2 separate regions of the Mus musculus genome follow, and region 2 is linked to region 1. Evidence: chromatin contacts called from public HiChIP or PLAC-seq data. All regions are on one chromosome and are shown on one strand. The core of a region is the stretch at or near the end of the contact, and the rest is flanking DNA. Distances in the headings are between cores, read along the strand shown.

What was found. HiChIP or PLAC-seq counts read pairs in DNA pulled down with a chosen protein or histone mark.
Region 2: an H3K27ac HiChIP or PLAC-seq map of extraembryonic endoderm stem cells shows a contact between it and region 1. The contact joins the enhancer-like site here to the promoter of 4930579P08Rik in region 1. A contact is called at or near these places in 7 of 39 promoter capture datasets (the 3T3-L1 cell line, 3T3-L1-derived adipocytes, the HPC-7 cell line and 3 more), 1 of 484 Hi-C or Micro-C datasets (adipose-derived mesenchymal stem cells), 1 of 115 datasets of contacts at active chromatin or transcription factors (extraembryonic endoderm stem cells) and 2 of 9 other capture datasets (adipose tissue and liver).

The regions. Positions count from the first base shown.
Region 1 is chr10:116,726,231-116,731,092 of GRCm38.p6, forward strand. It overlaps 4930579P08Rik (RIKEN cDNA 4930579P08 gene), which reads left to right and starts at 3,023. Exons shown (of 3, transcript NR_131036.1): 1 at 3,023-3,222; 2 at 4,763-4,862. It overlaps 1700030O20Rik (RIKEN cDNA 1700030O20 gene), which reads right to left and starts at 2,947. Exons shown (of 3, transcript NR_045345.1): 1 at 2,847-2,947.
Region 2 is chr10:116,270,397-116,275,483 of GRCm38.p6, forward strand. Ptprr (protein tyrosine phosphatase, receptor type, R) reads left to right here. Exons shown (of 14, transcript NM_011217.2): 14 at 3,337-4,533. The coding sequence ends at 3,430. Among named protein-coding and RNA genes, the nearest start is that of Ptprb, 28 kb to the right of the region's middle. Within about 2 kb of position 2,020, at least 14 of the 459 cell types and tissues checked have an H3K27ac peak or open chromatin away from gene starts, as enhancers often do. A contact at or near this core is called in adipose tissue and extraembryonic endoderm stem cells, where this site is marked.

The DNA of each region.
Region 1 (4,862 bases), core at 1,773-4,272:
ATTAGGTCACATTACATCCAGATAGCTAGGGCTCCCTGTTGCTCAAGTTATGCAACTTCTGCTTTTCCCATCTCGAGTTCTCAAACATTTTCCTATGTTCTATTCATTCAATTATTGATTATATCCAGTAAGTATTTAAAATTGTTTCAGTTCTATTTTTAATGGCACACTGTGATACATGTATCAATGGGGTATAGTATAGTGTTTTAATACATAAGTAGGTACTGATCAGGACTGGATAACTGGCAGAACCATCACCTCAAATATTAATTTACCTTTTTGCTGGGAATATGCTATTATTTTGAAATATTCAGTGAATTGCTGTCACTATGGCTATCCCATAGAACTTACAATGTGCTATCGTGCTATAGAACATTGGATGCTGCCTCTACTCAGGGTCACCCCTGTACCAGTTAGGAATCCTCTGTGTCCTGTCCAGTGTCATCCAACCTGCCCAGGCTTTGTTAACCACTATCCTAGCCTTTGCTCCTTTGAGATCAGCTTTTCAGCATCCATGTTTAAATGAAAGCATTTGTCTTTCTATTACTGACTTAGTTCACTGGGTGACCTTTGGTTCCATGTTGCTGCCCACAGCAGCTTTTTCACTTTTTCATGATTGAGTAATATTCCATTGTGTATATGACGTTCTTCACTTTGTCCATTTCCTGGTGGACATTTAGCTTGATTCCATGTCCTGGGTATTGTGAATATTGCCACAGTAAACATGGCAGCGATTTCTCATTCACTTGTTAGTCTCAGTTCCTTTAGATGTGCTGTGGGTAGTGGGACCTGCTGTGTCACACAATGTAATGGTGGTATTTATTAATTTTTACTAACAGTGTGTGTATGGGACTCGCCTTTCTCATCCACCAATGTTCATTCTTTTCTGTCTCTTTGGGGGAGGGAGGTAACCTTTCCAACTAAGGTGACATTTCATTGTGGTTTTGATTTGCTTGTGATTAGTGAGGCTGGGTACGTTTTCATGTAAGTGGTCATTTGTATTTTGTTTTTAAAATTGTCTATCTCATTTTCATATTTTTAATTAACAGGGTTTATTTTTTCCACTTTTTCAGTTGTAAGGTTCCCCTTCTTCCTCTTCCTCCTTTTCACTTCTCTCAAACTTTCTGCTGTGTTTGTTTTCTCGTTAGCTCGTAATTCCCTGCTAAAGCAATTTCCTGGTGGCTGCTTTAAATTCCTGTCAGATGGTCCCTGTCCATCCCATCTCTTGTTGACTTTTGCTAAGAGCCTTTTCTATCTTCTCGGTTCTGGGTCTAAGTGACGTCCGTCATATGTGACATGCAGGGTGCAAGCTGTAAGCTTTAGCTTCCTCCCGCATCTCCTGTGCAGGACGTCATCCTGTTTAGCTTGCATTTGCTAAACGTGGACATCCAGTCCATCACACACTAAAAAGGTCTGTCCTGGCATGATTTCATTTTCCATACAAAGTTGCCCTCTCAGAAGCGCCGCGTTACTTAGCTAATGCTGTTGCCCGCTTCAAGCTCAGGTGCCAGGTGTTGGTTTACGCTCCCTGAATTTTGCCTTGTCATCTTTCAAGATCCACAGACATTTTCTATTTCTTCTGTTCCTCCTCTGCCACCAAGGGCTTCCAGTGAGTCAGTTTACCCTCCCCCATCCAGCTCAGCTAGACTTTTCAGTTAGAATTCCGACACCTTCCTGCTTTCGGAAAAACAAAGGCTCCCAGGGGCCTTGTGGCTCTCTCTCTCCAAGCGCGCACTTCATGAACTGTTTGGGACTGTGGGATTGCAGCTCAGTTTCTCTCTCCATTTTTCCACAGTCCTTGTTGCGTCTCCTTGTGAAGCCTGACTTGCTGGGGTTTGGGAGTGGGGCGCCGGGGGAGAAGAGGATGCCAACACTCACTTGAACAAGGGCTGCTCTCAGTCAGCTCGTTCAGATTACACCTCCAGTGAAAGATACTGAAAGTACTGGGCATTCTCCTGCCGTGAGCTTTGCGGAAATGATAGGCTGGCAACCCAAGAGAATAAGTTCAAGGCTAGCTTCACACGGGGACTGTAGGCTGCAGAAAAGTGCCGGCAGCTTAGGAATGAAGGCTGAGGGCAAGAAGGGCCAAAAACTCCAAGCGCACAAACTCCGCACACCCCAAAAGATCTGAGAGAGTATTAGAAAGACAAACGCGCCCCTTCTAGCTAACAGATGAGAACACACAGCCAGCCGGACCCGTTGGGAGGGAAAAGCGACCTGTGGCTGCTGTAGGTGGGAGAAGAAAAATCAGGAAACAACTTCAGCTTGAAAGAAGAGATGTTAGACACAAAGTAGTAAGACTAGCAGACGGTTCAGCGGCCAATCACACTGCTGCTTCCTTCAGTTTAAGGGGAAAAGGAAGTTACCCAAAGATGTTGTTTGCCCAGAATAAGAATTATAAGAGTATTGTATATTTATTTATTTTAGTTATTTTCAAACTGAACAAAGCGATACTTTCATCATCAGAAAGAGATGTTGTAATTGTGTTCTCTGTAAGAAATGTCTAGATTCTCTCTTTTTCTTTTTTTGACTTAAGCCCGGTGATGCACGTTTCTGTTTGTAGTTCATAAAGATCCTTTCTGTCTTTCACACTGACTAGTGGAGCCCTCAGAATGAACCCGTGGCCTCCATAGGGAAAGGGAAGCCTTTTCCACGGGAGGTTGGTGCTACAGGAGACCCCCTCCCATCTAATTGGCCTTGAAGGTAGTGTGTTGTTCAAGGTGAGCCTGCGCCTTACTCCTGTGGGAACCTGCTTTAGCTGGGCTTCCCTCTTCAGGCTGTCCCTTACCCTGCGGGTGGCCTAATAAATACAACTCCTTCATGGAACCTGACCCACCACCTCATACCTGTTTTCAGGCTGGCTCTGTGACAGAAACTGGAGAGGGAGGAGGAACGGGAAGGAATTGCCAGAGCAGGACTTGAAGAGTTAGGTAGACCAAGCTAGGAGGCGGGGGTGGGGGGTGGGGATAGGGGGGTGCGGGGGGGGGGGGGGTGGTGGGATGAGGCGGTTGGCTCCGCGCCTGCGCTGTAGAGGTCCAGGTCTGTGTACACAGGATGTCTGCAGCCTGGTCCAACAGCTGTCTATATCTCAGACCCAGTTGTGCCTTCTGCTCCTTGTTTTGCCTTCTCTTTGCTTGTAATGGCGAGCTCCCACACACACTGTGAAGGACTCTTTAGACCAGATTGTCTGTCTTTCTGCTCAGCAGCTCCAGCTGCCCGAAGGTGGGATGAACCTGTCTGCTCTGGAGCCAAAACTAGACCATCCCTCTCCCAAAATTTGCATCCTAAGGAGAAGCCTCGCAGCTTGGTCTCAAATAGAGTATAATTCTATGTATTCTTAGAAAGGGGGACACCCCACCCCACTCCCACCCCAAGCCAGGCCTGATAGTCTTGATTGTACGTTTTTTTTTTCCTTTAATTTTTTTTTTAATGAGTGCTTTAACTGAATGTAGACCTGCATATCAGAAGAGCAGAAGAGGGCATCAGATCCCATTACAGATGGTTGTGAGCCACCACTTGGTTGCTGGGAATTGAACTAAGAACCTCTGGAAGAGCAGACAGTGATCTTAACCGCTGAGCCAGCTCTCCATCAGATGTGGGGACTTGTAATCTTAGCTACTTGGAAGGCTGAGGCAGGGGGATTGAAAGTGCCAGATCTGCCTGGGCTACAGAGTGAGTTTCGGGGTCAGCCTAGGTGACCTAGCAACATTGTCTCAAAATAAGCCCAAAAATCTGTAAAATCAAAAGGTGAAAAGAATAGGAATATCTCTCTGTGGTAGAGAGCTTGGCTCACACATCTAAGTCCCTGGATTCCATGGTTCCATTCGAGAGAGAGAGAGAGAGAGAGAGAAGGGGGGGGCAAGGTAGGGGGGAACTTCTCTGGAGGAGTGTGTGAATTAGAATTTAATAAACAGATGGCTTTCTGGATCTATGAAAGACAGAGATTACAATACCTACACAAAAGGCTTTTCGGGTGTGAAGTGCCACAGTGCACATAACTAGCCCAGTGCTACAGAGAGAGTGGGGGGGAGACACGAATGTATCACGTGAGAAACTCCTGTGAACACAGCTAAAGAAAATTCGTTCCCTTAGTGTCCTCTCTCCATTTAACAGCTTTTTCAGTCTCCCGTCCACGTGCCCTTCCCCCTCCCTGTTTCATCTCATTCTGCCTCTGTCTCCAAGCAATCGGGAGATGACAAGTGTTTGTGGAAAGATCCACACCCTGATTGGAACAGCTGCCTTCTCAAGTGGGCCTGACTCAAAGGTGCCCACAGGACAGTGAAAGAAAGGCACAGCAAAGGTTCCCCTCTGCCCAGTGGTGGAGCTCAAGACCAGCGAAACCAAGAAAAATCTTCCCAACTTCTTAGTCAAGTCGTGCTTGTTGAGTTGGGGTTCAGAAAAAGCTCATCACTGTAAATACACGGCCGTAGGAACTCATCAAAAACACTGCATGAATCTGAGTCTTTGTTCCCATTGGTACATCAGAAAAGCTATATGCCAGACTCAGAGAGAGAGACAGAGAGACAGAGACAGAGAGACAGAGAGAGACAGACCGATAGAGAGGAAGACACACACACTCAAATAGTAAGTGTGTATTGTGGTTGTGATTGTGTGTGTGTGTAAGGAGTGGAGGTTATCAGAGGGAAACTCAATATTAGTATCTACACTGCAAATTGCTGTATTGTAAGACAGACTCCATAAACTTGAGATATCAATTGAAGAGCACACCCATCATTTTATTGTTTCTGTCAATCAATTTTAGTACCCAGAAGAGGTCCTGAGACGCCATTGAAGTCACTGTTCCTAACACAGCAGCAAAGGAGAACAAACTTTACCCGCCACCTCTCTCTGCTGGCGTGTAG
Region 2 (5,087 bases), core at 770-3,269, 460 kb before region 1:
CACCTGCAGGCCAGCACTGTGGCCTTGCCTCCTGACGCACCTGCAGATCTCATCCTGATGCTCTACGATGAGTAGCTAAGGGAGAAAATATGCTTGCTGGCAGGATCCCCTTGGGGATAACTGTAGGCCGGTCCTATTTCATAAAATAGCACACAGAAGTAGGAGACTATCGGTGAGTGGCAGGGAAAGCAGGCTTCACAGAGATGTTGAGTAACTACAGGATGTTTAGTCTAGAGAAGAAAGATTATGGGGACTTTGATGGTTGTTTTCATCATTTCAAGAACTATTGTGTGACTACAAGGAGAATCTTGAGACCTACTGGGGCTATTCCAGTTGGCCAATAGAGTGAGAATGTTAGAGAGAGATTCGTTTTGATGTCTTCGGAAGCCTGCTCTAAAGGTATCTCTGCCTGTGAGCATTCCAGAAGCTGGCTGACCGCCCGGCCTATAAAGAAACAAGTTTTTGCCAGTAATTCCAGTGAATGATCTTTGAGGACTCCTCAGACGTTACTCCTTTTGTTCTTGTCCTCCAAAAGAAATGGAAAATAACAACACTTTCCCTGGGTCTTCCTGACGCTTTCAGAGTGACAAGAATGTTACCACAGGGCACTGTGTGTTCCCACCTTCCCCCACCTTCAATGGCCGGCCACTGCAGCAACCTTGACTTAGTTAACTGAATCTGTTACAGTCAACAGACCTTGGTCCCAGTGACATTCTTCCTGCCCTGGTCACATACTGCTGAGCCTGTGAACCGTTACTAAGACCTCAACTGTGATTGCTTTGGCCCACCCACTGGACATACAAATTCTAGTGCTGAACAGAACAGTCAAGAAAGAGGGGGTATCTTGCCTCAAGGTGAGGTAAATGGTAGGAAGACGTTCACAGAGCAGTGCCCACGAGAGGCAGTGCACACAAAGGTTCCACGTACAGCCCACAGCTTGACGTAGGAGTGTCCATTCTCTGAGGGAATGTCAAAGGAAGGGAGGTGCCTCTCAGTGCCCTGCAGCTGCCCTAATCTTGACTGTGGCTGCATCTCCCAGGCTTTGCAGTCTAGACTACCATCTCCTGAACACCTGCTTTGTTTTTTGGTTTTGTTTTTTTTTTCGTAAAACTTTCCCAGACGTCATCACACAACTTGGAAAAGAGCGTGTCTCCTGAGTTGCCATTTCTGTTGTCACGTTCTGACCAGCCAACGCTTGGAAAACAAACATACAGTTCCCGTTGGAAAGACTGTGGTAATATTTCTTCACAGAAGTTTGCTACCTCAGGAAACCAGTTACCTCTTTGTTTCTTGCTGGATACATGGTTTTGGCACCATGTCAAACCTGCCTGAGGAATCACTGTTTACCTCAGAGGATGTAGCCTTGCTGCTTTAGCAGTGTGGCAGGCTTAGGAAGCCTATAGACAGAGCTAGTTTCAGTTATCCTTAGCCAGAAGTCATGTGACAGTGACAGCGACACATCACGCTTTTAAGTTGGAAGTGCTACCGTGGTCTGAAAACGATTTTGAATAGTACCAACCAGCACTAGAAATGAATAAAAGAAAAAAAAAAAAACCTAGATAAGACAAAGACAGACTAAAATGGGATTTGTTGTGCAACTGAACAGTTACAGAGAGATTAGAAGAATTCAGATCTTCAGATCATGACTATCAATCACGATGCTCTTATTCCACAAAATGAAAAGTGGGTTAGCTTTTACAGTAGTGTCTGACAATTTTGTCAAGCTGAAAGAACCATCACCCTAGGAGAAAAAGTGTGACTAAGTATTGTGTATATGAAGGTGGGATGAAGAATAGACTGTTTCCACACAGAGTAGCTGCCTGCCACTGAGCTGTGCCACAGGGCGGGGGGGGGGGGGATGCTGGACAGCTGTGATGGTGCTGGCCCCAACAGAGCAAAAGCAAGAGCCAATTCCCAGCTTCCAGCCAGCTAAAAGACCCACCCACCATTGTGTTTAGATACCTAGCATACCCAAAGGCTGGTTGGTGCCCAGATAGCCTTAAAGAAACCACTTTCCAGGAGATCTTTGACTTGTCTGAAGAGAGATAGAACGCAGCTCAGCTGTGTTTTGTTAACCTACATCCACTGTGCTTAGCCCAAGTAGATAATGCGTTTCAGGATGGATAAGACTCTAGTAAACTAATACTGCCACTCCAGCTGCTCCACGTTGACCTAGTAATGCTCAGAACTTTGTAACATAGCCATTGTCTTGCTTTAACAAAGGTGGGGGTGGGGGAGATGAAACCAAATGCTTTTAAGGAATTTGTGTAAATCACACAGTTCAAATGAGCACAAGAAGTCTTTGAGCTGGGTGTTCTGACCTACTCCAGAATCCAGTTTTTTATCCATGAGGTTCTACGACTGTTCTGCTAACCGTACATAGGTAAAAGCATTTCCAGGATGCAGGAGGATCAAGGTTCAAGGCCATCTACTACCACAGTGTGAAGTCAATACTGGTCTAAATGATATGAGACCCTGTCTCAAAACACTAAAATAAATAATCGGGTACCTAGAGTACATGGCATTATATTGAGATATATATGTGTGTGTGTGTGTGTGTGTGTGTGTATACATGTCTACATATATACATGTCTACATATATACATATACACATACATGTGCATATATATGACTGAGTATATGTATATATGTGTGTATATATATGAATAGAGAGAGAGAGTCATGTGTTGCTTAATTATGGAGAGGTGGTCTCAAAAATGTATCATTAGACAGCTTCATTGTTATGTGAACATTATATAGTCTACATGTAAAAACCCGGATAGCATGACCTACCACACAACTAGATGACGTGCTATATGTACAGCATTTCCTGCTTCTCTCAAAGCCACCAGGAACCAATGGAAGCACAGGAGAAGATGGCACTGTCAAGAGGTGCAATAGCTATGAGATGCACGCAGTGGCTGCTAGCCTTACATGGCATACAGTTGTCCAGTCAACCCTTAACACTGAAATCAGAGTACATGCTAAGTCACACTAAGAAGCATAGTAAATACCAATGCTATCAACAAAGTTAGCATGATCCATTCCAAGGAAATGTACAGTAATTACAGCTGCCACCAGGTAGGCTCGTTCACACCAGCATCATCGTTATCGCTAACCTGTGCATAACGCACCATGATACAGCATTGGTGCACAGCATGGGACTGCACTAACATATTAACTTCGCCAGCCAGGATGGTAAAAAGGGTAGAAAAAAAATTCACTAGATCAGCTATTCTGCCTGTTTGGCATAAGACTCATTCTAGCGTCATGTTTCGGTTACAGTATTATAAGGTGTCAGCAAAACTGAGTGATTTTATAATCTCTTCCATGCAGGGGTGGTATGGTCCAAACCAGCGAGCAGTATGAATTTGTGCACCATGCTCTGTGCCTGTTCGAGAGCAGACTTTCACCAGAAACTGTCGAGTGACTCCGAAGATTTACCAGAGTGTCAATCTCTCACCGGGTGATTCATCAAATTACCTACCAAGAGCTCCAAGAGGGGCTCCCTGCAATGGACGAGGAGGCTCTAAAGCCAGCCTAAGGCACTGATTGTGGAAGATCTGGCAACATGAAAGATTGCCAGCCTTTGTGTATAGGACTGCGTTCGTAGGCATCCCCCCAGTTATTCTGAAGGTCCTGTGCTGATGGAGGCATGACAGTCCTCTCGCAGCCTGAGGAGGGTTTTGTTCTGTCTGTGTCGCCTCTCCGCCGCACAGAATCGATGTGTGTGATATTCAGAGACTGGAGGAGCTGCTGACATTATCCTGTGTTTAGATGCTTTAATGTTCATAAAGCCTGTCTTGTGACTGGACTGTCAGCTGTCCAACTGTCCCTGTTGTAAGTGCTATTAACTATCTCAGTTACCAGAATCTTGCTGCTCAAGTTTCGAGTGATCGACAATGGATTTTTAACCAAGACATTTTTGTTTTTGGAAAAAAAAAAAAAATCAAATGCAGTGACTATTTTATATGGACATGTGTCTTGATTATATCTATTAAGTGTGCATTTATAGTATCTCCTATGGATCAATTACAGAGCACAATGACTGTCGTTGGATATATATGTATATGTATATGTATATTATATGTATATGTACACATATATATTCTATTATTAGGCATACAAGTGGCTCCTGTTCCACAATACTAACTACTATATTTCTACATTGTGACTTGTTTTACTTTAAAAGGGGATAAACAAATTTATAGCAACTATAAAGTATCAATAATTTTAAATACTCATCTCTCTTTTACTAAGAAGGGATTTTTAAATATGGTGTCTACCTGGTATCTCTCTCCCAATAAGAAGCAGGTGCCTTTGGGGAATGCTCCAACCTGTTTCATCCCCAAAAGTTTTTCCGAGGACACTGTCATGCACGACCTCACATTTCTAAAAGACCTCCTTCCTCAAGAGACAAATGAAGGCAAAATAATCACACTCAGCAAACAGGAGATGTTCTGCTCAGATATGAATTTTCAATGCAGCAAAGCTGACTTTCTTTCGTACTCCCAATAAATGACTCTTAACAGTAAATACTGAGTGAAGCCTCTTCTTTACTTACTCCCGGTAAACTGAAGGAGGTAATAGGACGGATTTAATTTTAGTCTTTTCCTCAGGGCGGGAGATGACTCTCTCCAATTGCAATCTTGTAATCACTTGAGAGATAATGATCTCAGAGCTCCATCATTATGTGGTTTTCCTTATGGACGCCAGCATCTCATTATACAAACAGTACATGTTTATGTCTTTATATCACTTGTCACAGACCCCATAAATTACATGGCTTACGTAGATGGGGCAGAATCGTATCACCTGAAAAGAAGCCGTGATGCAGGAAGACTCAATTATCTACCATTACGATTCCCTTTCTCCATCTTGAGGTTAAGACATAAGCATGTGCCAGAGGGGTGGCAGGGGTGACTTTCTGGGGTTTGTTCTGGCTCCCGGAGGCTGGCTCTACATTTTAAAAAGAGATGGACATTATCCCTCCTTTCTAAGGAAACAGACAAAAGGACACTGGTGTAAAACTTCCCCCCCAAACAATTCAATTGGAGGAAGTGTGTCACTGACTTTCCCCCTCTCCG